2 separate regions of the Salmo salar genome follow, and region 2 is linked to region 1. The links are chromatin contacts, called in public Hi-C maps. All regions are on one chromosome and are shown on one strand. The core of a region is the stretch at or near the end of the contact, and the rest is flanking DNA. Distances in the headings are between cores, read along the strand shown.

Evidence for each region. A called contact is a pair of places that touch in the nucleus more often than the background predicts.
Region 2: a contact with region 1 is called in a Hi-C map of blood, with 2.4 times the contacts expected there. The contact joins the promoter of LOC106577561 here to the enhancer-like site in region 1. A contact is called at or near these places in 2 of 3 Hi-C or Micro-C datasets (blood and gill).

What each region holds. Positions count from the first base shown.
Region 1 is chrssa02:24,624,710-24,630,010 of Ssal_v3.1, forward strand. All of the region lies in intron 1 of LOC106577561 (cell adhesion molecule 4-like), which reads right to left. Among protein-coding and RNA genes, the nearest start is that of LOC106577561, 45 kb to the right of the region's middle. Within about 2 kb of position 2,467, at least 1 of the 13 cell types and tissues checked has an H3K27ac peak or open chromatin away from gene starts, as enhancers often do.
Region 2 is chrssa02:24,668,758-24,674,058 of Ssal_v3.1, forward strand. It overlaps LOC106577561 (cell adhesion molecule 4-like), which reads right to left and starts at 3,307. Exons shown (of 9, transcript XM_045713019.1): 1 at 2,997-3,307. The coding sequence starts at 3,069.

The DNA of each region.
Region 1 (5,301 bases), core at 1,217-3,716:
ATTACAGAAGGCTATTAGAATACAAGGCAGGCGCCATGAAATACTCCTACAGGAAGTGTCGGCGAGGAGGAGCGGAGGGTTAAAGCCGTTGGGCGCATGCCATACCAGACGCAGCCTAGTGACCGCCGACCGGGGAGCGGAGACGCTGCATGACTCACCGCCATAATGATGGTCCAAATGTTTTTTGAGAGCCGGTGTCACCATGTCAACACAAAACACACACAGATGCCATCACTCACCCACCTGCTCAGAGTGAGACAGTCAGACAGGGAATGACACACACACAGAGGAAGAGAAAGACGCTAATTCAAACGGACAATTTGACATAAAATACAATCACACAAATACTCACTCAAAGACCTAGAAGTCAGGCACACATGCACACACACACACACATGCACACACACACACACTGACATATACTTCTGTGACCACAAACTCACTTAGATAAAGACATGAATCCTCATAGACATTTTGACATACAATCAAACCAACAGAACTAAACTAACACACACACACACCCACAAACATTAAAGTGGCAATATGTAACTTTTTAATTAAGAAGCGGTTGATCTGTTTAAGAAGCGGTTGATCTGTTCTATGTGCTCTATTTCTATGCTTCCCGTTCTTAAGTTTTGTTTTTGCTACTTTTGGTTTTGTACACCAGCTTCAAACAGCTGAAACAACAATATTTTTGGTTATGGAAAATATATTTCACAGCGGATTATATGATACAATGATTCTCTACACTATACTAGCTTATTTTGTCACAAACAGAAAATTAGACAAACTATTAGAGGTTTAGCAAACAGGAAATGGCAGAGCAAATTCTACATAGTGCAACTTTAATACATGCTGACAGGTAGATATAAAAACACATTGCACTCAGACTGACCTCGTCTCACACACACACACACACACACACACACACACAAAGATGTACATGCCCATGCACACACAAAAAGTGCACTCACACACACCATCTCTTTTGCAGTATTTATAAAAACACACACGCAACGACACACTCCATTGGCAGCAGTCACACACCCGCACAGACACAAACACAGCCACAGCCAGCTTCCTGCTACTACGAGCAACAACATGACCTGTCACTGTCCCTGGGAAGACAATCACAGTGGCATGCTGGCATATGAAATTACACACACACACCCACCCACACATAGCTACCTGCTGGAGGCAGACATGCAAATAGGCTAGCAGCTGCTGGGCAGAGCACGGCATAGAACAGCTCCTGATACACACAATACTCACACAGTCCATGGTCAAACCCCTGCCCCGATCTACACTAATGTAAACACTTACTTCACTGTACATTCTAATGCTCATCATACTACCACACGTGACAGACATTGGCATTGACATGTCAAACTCCCAGCAGACATTGCATAAAGCTTATGTAAGAAAACAGCAGAGTGAGGGAGAGAGACACTACACTACCTCCGGCTGCGTCTCAGATGTTGAGCCAATAACGATGGTGTTGCTGCCAGGAGAAAACCTTGTATCTCCAAAACTGATACATGAAATGGAACAGGAAATGGAAAGATGTTCCATTTGTGAACATAATAGAACGAAACTCCAGATGGTATCTGAATACATTTCATTGGTCCCGGAGTCGTGAAAACACTCAGAAATAGATAAAGCAGAGTTGGCTCTTTAAATCCGTGTACAGAAATGTGATGATGATGAATAATGGGCAAAACACTGGCACCTCTGAGCTTACTGGTGAAGGTGCGTGGGATTTACTCCATGACAACGACGATGAATAAAAGGAGGTGAAATAGGTCACTGTGGATGATAAGTCAATAATAAACCCTGTAAGCCGACAACAAACCCCTACTGATAAATACCTGACACATTCCCATACGGGTTTCACAGACCGTGAGAGAACAGTCCTTACTTTAGAAACAAGGTCATATTTACAGTTTTCTGCTCCCACAAGTGTTGTTTAATTCAGCTATAAAATGTTTTATTGTATAACATCTGATGTTCTTCATCTGCACTTTTCCCAGTAGCCAGGTCCAAGTTAGGGAATTCACGTCACGCTTCAATTGGATTTTGAAAGGACATTGACATTGTAGTGATGGCTTTGGAATCAACTCCCCAACAGGCAAGCTTCCAGTACAACGTTTCCTCTGTCAACTGCAATACTCAAATCATTTCCTGAAACATATGATTAATATGTTGGGCAGTAACACCAGTTACCCTCCTAATAGGGGACAAGTGTTGAGGTATGAAAGGAGAACTCTTAGCGTGATTGGTACTGTGTCCATCTGATGTACAGGGTTAAAGAGCCGCTGAACACGCCGATTGGCACGTGTGTTTTTCTGTTACTCATTAGAAAAACAAGATTACAATCTTGGAGGTGTTTCCTGTCCGATTCTGTGTTTGGTTAAGGATGTTTGTCACCCATGAGCCACTATAGACACGGAAGCCTATTTCACTTCCTCAAAATCCCCAGAATGAATCTAAGACAACTCAAGAGATCTGTAATCAATTTGGACATTTTTGCAGAGGATGTTGTCGTTGCACAATTTTCCATCTAACTAAGGCGTTTGGTGCAGTATTTCTCAAGTAAAGAAATGTGAGACGGGTTGTCTTATGTAAACAAAGTCAGAGCTGCTGGGCAGGTCTGTCTCACTGTCTATGCTATTGGATAGAGAGCGATCACCACAGCTGTTCACCCCATGTCAGTGGACAAACGGACATAATCAAACCAAAACCCAACCTTCATTTACCTGTTGTGATGCACCGACTTTATGACCAAAATGATCCTATTTACACTTTATAGTGAATTTTGACACCAGAATAACTGTTTAGTAACTAGCTGTTATCACAACGATCCGTTGCTTTTTAAAGCCAGTCACTCTAAGAGTTCTACTGTTGGTGTAATAGCCACATGCTAAACCCAGTATGTTGTTTATTAGTACTATTTTGATAAACTTGGGTGTTGGAAATGGGCAGAGCGGTGGGTCGAAAGAGAAAGCCAGAGAGAGAAGAAGCCTAGAGAGAAAGAGAGAAGCCCAGAGATAGCAAGAGGAATGTGTGTGTTTACAGAAGATAAGGAGAATAAGCTAAATGACGGACTGGAGTGAGGAGGCATACTATTAAGCAGGACAAATATGCTTATTCAAACAGCAACTTTCACACCCTGCAAATGAAAATACGTCCGGGAGAGATGGAGAGCGAGAGAAGGAGAAAGAGGGACTGGAAGGGCAAAAGAGTGAGAGAGAATGAGAAGAGCAGCAAGAGATGGATTAGGGAGAACAGAGTGGGAGAGAGAGAGGAGATAAAGGGAACAGTGCAATTTCATTTATCTAATTACATTTATCTTCCTGCTTTCGCAAACAAACAACAGAGACAAATGGTGCTTGCTGAATACATACACAAACAGGCACAGCAGACACACAACAACAACATGGCACAGACAGAGGCACAGAGACACACGCACACACAAACACACACACACACTACCCACACAGTGACCGATGCCTCGCACCCAAACAAAAACCCACCAGAAGCCAGTAGAGGAAAAAGAAAGAAACAAAGTGAAAAAGAGAGGCAACCAAATGAGGAGAATGAGGAGGAGGGAGGACAGAGAAGATAAGGGCACAACCCAGATTGACACTGTAAAATGTATGTGTGGCCGCAAAGGGGAAGGTGTGAGAGAAAGAAGGGGAAGACAGGAAACGTGATCAACACAGGTACAAGAGGGAGAGAAAATAGTCCCAACACAGACAGGTTGAAGGCTTTGGCCTTTGCATCCCTGATGATCTCTCCCTCCCTCCCAGTAGATTTGGTTATTTGTTTCCAGAGTGTATGTCTGTCTGTGTGTGTTTCACACATCACGCCTGTCCGTCTCTGTGTATCTGATTGTGTCAATTTGTCTTAGTGTCACCCCGCTCTCCAATTTGCCATCTGTTTGACAGGGCTGCGCTGTGGGCCCTTATTGATTGGCCCACACAGCTGTCATTCTTCCTATCTGTCACAGAACCAGCCCAGGCCCATTCCCCTGCATTTCCATATAAGGACACGTTTCTGTATTTTATGTCTGTCTTGCACCCCCCTCACCCCACTCCTTTACCACTCAACCCACCTATCATCGCACTCCTCGCCCAAGCCCCCCCCCCATCTCTCTCCCCGCCTAGCGTTGTTAGTTCTTGCGAACATCTCTCCAATGTTTCCCTCCTGCGTTTTAATCGATGGCACAAATCACGATCAGGGGTGGTTTTATATGTAGTGATGATCAGTTACCCAAATGGAAAGGCGGAGTGTAATAGTGATTACCTGTCATAGTGTGACATAGCTTATGAGCTGCAGACATACAGTGCCTCTATCACAGGCCTGAAAATGAACACTAACAATCCTTCTCAGCAATGCAATTCACCATTGATTGAGGTATTCAGTGAGAAGTCATTGTAGGGTTTTGTTTATTGTGTTGTTTTCCAATGGACCCTTTAGTTCCTGTCTGCTGACCAATGAGATAGTATTTCCTAACCATGTGACCTGAACTACGACCTGTTGTAAATGAGAACTTGTTCTCAACTAGCCTACCTGGTTAAATAAAGGTGAAATAAAAATAAAATACAAATCTGGAAAAACTGGTTATAGCCGTTCAGGAATGCTGCGTTCATAATCAATTTTATTTGTCACATGCTTCGTAAACAACCAGTGTATACCAGGGTTTCCGTTAGCCGGAAAATCCCAGCTTTTGGCCCAAAAAATATGTTATCAGGTCACATGGTTGTCCAGGAGAAGAAAAACAATCCATTACAAAATAATGCTTTTTATTAATTGATGTAAATGCCAGTCGATGTGCTCAAACTTCAATGGCAAATATACTTCAGAGGATAATAAATCCTCAAGCTGCTGGGAAATTAGTGTTGGTTTGTGTTTCTATTTTTACTCACGCAAAAGACTCGAGGTCCTCACAAGGGACTTCAGCTAAGTCTACCCCAACTGGGCAACATTGGAAAAGATTGAGTTGATTAGCCCCGTTTCCAGTGTGCCCGCCGAAAGGGGACTCTTTCTCAAAAACAGAGTAAGGACCTCCACAAGATCGGGGCTTCTTGAAGACAAAGTAACGAGACTGATGCACATCAAGCTGCTCCAAGGAGTTGGACAGTTTTGACTTCCCATCAGCAGTGGCTCACTTTGAGCAGGCCAAGGTTAGCTGCAAGCGCAAGTCAATTAGAGGCAAATTACAGTGTTGTCAGGCCCGGTCCAAGCAGTTCTGCTGCCGGCTCTAGGCAAGATTAACATTTGACTACCCTGTGTCGTGTA
Region 2 (5,301 bases), core at 2,057-4,556, 45 kb after region 1:
GGCCTACAAACCTGACTCAGTTACACCAGCTCTGTCAAGAGGAATGGGCCAAAATTTACCCAACTTATTGTGGGAAGCTTGTGGAAGGCTACCGGAAACGTTTGACCCAAGTTAAACAATTTAAAGGCAATGCTACCAAATGCTAATTGAGTGTATGTAAACTTCTGACCCACTGGGAATGTGATGAAAGAAATAGAAGCTGAAATAAGTAATTCTCTCTACTATTATTCTGACATTTCACATTCTTAAAATAAAGTGGTGATCCTAACTGACCTAAGACAGGGAATTTTTACTCTGATTAAATGTCAGGAATTGTGAAAAACTGAGTTGAAATGTATTTGGCTAAGGCGTATGTTAACTTCCGACTTCAACTGTATATATTATCTCAATTACCTCGACTAACCAGAGCCCCCGCACATTGAATCTGTACCTGTACCCCCTGTATATAGCCAAGCTATTGTTATTTTACTGCTGCTCCTTAATTATTTGTTACTTTTATTTCTTATTTTGTAGGTATTTTTCTTAAAACGGCATTGTTGGTTAAGGGCTTGTAAGTAAGCATTTCACTGTAAGGTCTATGCCTGTTGTATTCCGCACATGTGACAAATAAAATTTGATTTGATTTGCTCTGGCAATTTGGCCTGCAGCTGTAGTGGATCACCCACACACCAGAACCCCGATACAGAGCTCTCAGTGTGTGTGTGTGTGTGTGTGTCTCAGGCTTGCCCAGCAGACACGCGCTGTGAAGTCCTCCTTGCCTCTGCTTTGCTTTTTTTCTTCTCCATCTCGCTCTCTCTCTCTCTCTTTCCCCCCACTCTCCATCGCTTTCTGTCACTCTCCTTCTCTTCCTATTAGGTAGCCATCTCGGGCTGCATCCCTGTCTTTACATCACTCTTGTCTATCCATCCAATCAGTCCATCCATCCCTCTCTCTCTGCCATTGTCAGAGGGCCTCTCTTTTTCTCCCTTCCCCTCGTCTCCCTCCTCCATTCCTCCACCTCCCCTCTAAATTAGTTTTCCTGATTTCCATCCTGATTTGCATGATGAAGGGGTGTTGAAAACCAGCCATCTCTCCAGCTCCATCTCCTCACTGCAGCTCTGCCTCTCCTCCAACCCCCTCTTTCTATTGCTCTCCTCCATCTCCCTACCCCATTCCAGCTCCCCATAAACTCGACCACGTTACATGTCATGATTCCTTACTCCCCCCGGCTGACTCCCCCCCCCCACCCCACCCCAAGCCCTGTCACTAGCTTGATTAATGACAGTGATCACCAACCAGGCCCCAGCCAAGGCAGCCTGCAGCTCTGACAAAACCCTGCACTGTAAGCAGCACAAACACACACCTTTCTCTCTTACTCCAGTAAAGGATACATGCACACACAATAACACACTCATGCATATAACATCATTCTCTCTCTCCCTCTCTTGGCTATAGAGCAGCAGCTGTGGAATACAATAACATAGGGGTATGGAGGAAAGAGTAATGTTTCTCCAACAGTAGACATTATCGGCAGGCACAGCACCGCTCTGTGACAATACACTACAGTAAGAAGCAAGATCTTAACCCATTCACTGCCTTGCTAGAAGCATAATCAATATTACTGAATATAATGACATCAGTCTACACTACAGCGTAATATAACTTAGTAATAGCTCATGGGTACCATATGGGAACCTATAAAACAAGACTATCCACACAACCCACTTCTAATTCCTGTGTTAGAATCATGAGAATTGTAACTCATTCTAATAAACATTGATGCAAGCTGAGCTAAAACAATTCCTCTCGGATACAAACAGATGGTGAAACCAAAGCCATGCAGTAAAAGAGCAAGTTGTCTTGGAAATGTCATATTAATCCACATCCCCAGTGTGCAGCACATGCACTTCTCATGGGATGGTGAGCATGAAATAGGCTGTCCCTATGGGAACAGAACGGAACAGGTTGAGACTATCCCTAGGCACACAGACATACAAGGGAGAGAGGACAATAGTAGTCTCCAGCACTGCCTAAGGGTGCCTGGCTGGCTTTAATGAACATTCTGCAATACAACATTTATAGATATCAGACTAGCTGATAAGGTGTTGAGAACTCAAAGCTTCCAGAACACATAATGTGGAGAATGTCAGGAAATGAGTAGTACTCTATCAGACAAACACATGAGGCTAGGGATACTGGGCTAGCACACTGCGACTATCTGTCCCCAGAACCCAGGCAAGCAAAATGACTTTGGCCGAGGACGCTGTCAACATTGACTGACTGGACAGGGAATGTGTGATAGTAGCGGGATTCTCTGCTCTGCTGCGGTATTTGTTATGATCAGGCATGTGGCTGAATCGATATTCACACTGTGCGGTTACATATCCTATGCGCATGACGTGCACAGTCGTATATCTAGCTATAAACCCCGTTGTGTATCCCAACTATGTTCTGTCGATACAAATGATGAAGTGAAAGACGTATAGGTTATGGAGTATGATGGCGATGCAATGTACATTTCAATATCATATAAGATCTGAACACTGGCCAGAAGGTACGATGGTGGCAATAGATTTTTACTTTTTCTTTTCAATATGGGGGCGTAACAATGCATGTTTGCATATAATACAACCTGTCCAAACATAAAATAAACCATGCTACCGTGTAGCATCAATATATCGATGTGTAGGTTAAACACCAACGATGTGTGTTCAATGAGATACAGACCACATCGGGCTTAGAAAGCTTCACAGAAGACCGCAGGAGGCGCGTAATCACACATACACAATCACCACTGTCCCAGGCAGGCAGCGCGCAGTCCTATCCACTGACAAAATATCCCATTTACAGGACGAAAAAGCCTGCGGTGGATATTTAGCGTTTAGGTTATCACGCACTCCTTTCAACTTGAATAGTCAACAAAAGGTCAGGGCAAGTCCCTACAGAAAGTATGATGTCTTTCTTTACGAGCAGATAGCCCATTCTTTATATCATTCCCAAACAGAAAATGTTCTTACCTGTCCCCACAAGAGATAGCAAAGTGATGACAGACAAGGGAACGGAGTAGTTCCACACGGCCGTAAATGCCATCGTTGATAGTCCCGCTGATCTTTTTGATATTCCTCTTCCTTGGAGAAATCAAAGTGACGTGAACCCGCAGGTTCACCCGCGAATAAAGCCTGGAGTGTGTCTTGTTCTCTTTAACAACATTCGCTGGGGTCTTTTAACATACAAAAAAAGTGCTTACTATTAGACACATACGCCCACTTTTTTTCCTCGTGGACGTGACTAAACGACTGTGGTTCGGACAGTTTTTCTTGGTTACTTAAAGATGTAAATATATTTAAAAGTAAGCGCAGAGGGCGGGACTCGGAACTGTTCTCTGACCAATAAGAAGCAAGGAGCAGGTGGAGGATTGTATATCAAGATGAGGGTGGGTTCAGAAAACAAGGGGAGAGAGGGAGGAAACATACTACAAACTATCAATCAATGTAGGTTGGCAGGGTTGATAACAAACATTAATAGCCTACCAAATAAAAGGTATTTACAAAACATGCATAGTTAAGCCAACGTTTAGAATTATAAGACTGTTTGATATTCAATGAGATGCATTTACAAATATGTATATATATACACAGTATGTTATTGTAACATTCAAAACATACTAGGCTGAAGATTAAAATGTGCTATCATGGCCATATACATGGAAGCTATAGAACTTATTGTCGATCAAAGGAATTTATTACACCTAGTTTGATATTGGAGTAGCCTAGGAGTAAACAGAAAACTTGTGTTTGTTTGTGTTCTAAATGTAAAGTGAAATCATCAGTGTAGTGTAGATGAGAGCACTAGCCTAAATAACAGGTATATTTTAGCAAATTACCGCTTGGAATAGCGCTAATGGAATGAAACCAACAAAACTCTCCAGCGGTTTCAGATCCTTGTTCTAGACAGAGCTTGGGGGCGCAAACAACGGCTGAATAAGAAGCACCGGAGACTCAGTTTACCGTCATGCTGTGGTTGCACTGCACCCTAAATTGAGTTTTCCAGTCAAAGCGTGGCACCAAACGGACCTATTATGAAAATTGTATTTTCTTTTGAATATACCTCAGTAAATATTGTATTATACGTGAATGAATATGTTTCAAAGTAAGTGTTTGGCGACACCTTTGGATGGGGAAAGTGCATAGCATGTCAGATCAGCTCGGAACATGGGCCTATAATTAACATGTATTTGTTAATTAATTAATTCAGCCTGAAAATTATAATATATTTGAAGTAGGGCACATTCTCATTTTCAGCTTTGAAAATTGCTCGATGGAAATGCTGTAGCCCGAAGCCTGAATGTTCCTCTAAAATTGCTACATAAAAAGTGGCCTGTCTCAGTCTCAATAATAGGCCCATCTGTATAAATTATTCTGCCCCGTAGTCATGGGTAGCCTGATATGATTGTAGGCTACTGATTTACCCTTCTGTACTTCTCCCGCTCAACCACACTTCCGTTCCTTCTGTCTTTTGATTTCTATTTGTCCCACGCCGAGATATGTTCGCTTTCATCATGTTGTTTTGCCTAGGATAATATCCGCCCCCCGCATTTCGCGTCCCGTTTCATTTTCCCCTGTCACTTTCTCTCGGAGTGTTTGTTCCCCGGTTGGCGGGAGTCAGCGGCGGCTCCCCCACACCAGATGGGGCATTGTTGGATTTTAATGATGGGGGAACACCTGCCTCTCCAGCGAAAACCGAACTTTAATTTCAACCCATACATTCATACATACATGCAATTTAACAGAATAGAGACCATGTGTTCTAAACAATGTCTTTGAGCGGGCCCTAGTTGCTATATTATTCAAGAGTGGCCTGCTCTAGTCATTCCAATGGAGATGTCCACTGAGACAGGCTTCCAAAGACCGGTATGCTGCTGCTGTCTGTCTTGCTGAGACATGTTGCACTCCAGTTCGCAGCATAGTAGCATCAGCTTGTCACCCAACTATAGGCTAATGTAATAACTAATGTGTGGTTATGGGTATACTTATCACTATATTGTGCATGGATATTCTTAGGAAACAGAATCAACAATGATAAATACTTGGTGTAAGGTAATAACAATGATTCCTAACAATGATTCCTATATGATATGTGAGGTAAAAGTGTAGCTGGTCATCTTTTTGTAAGCCTACTCCAACCCTAGTCATTTAGCTACTGACATGAGGTCAGAAGCCAGACCCTATGCCAGTGTCTAAGGGCAGCCCTCAACTTTACCTGGTGACCTTAGAAGGGAAAGCTGATTCTAGGTTAGTGCCTAGGGGCCAGCGCTATCCAAAC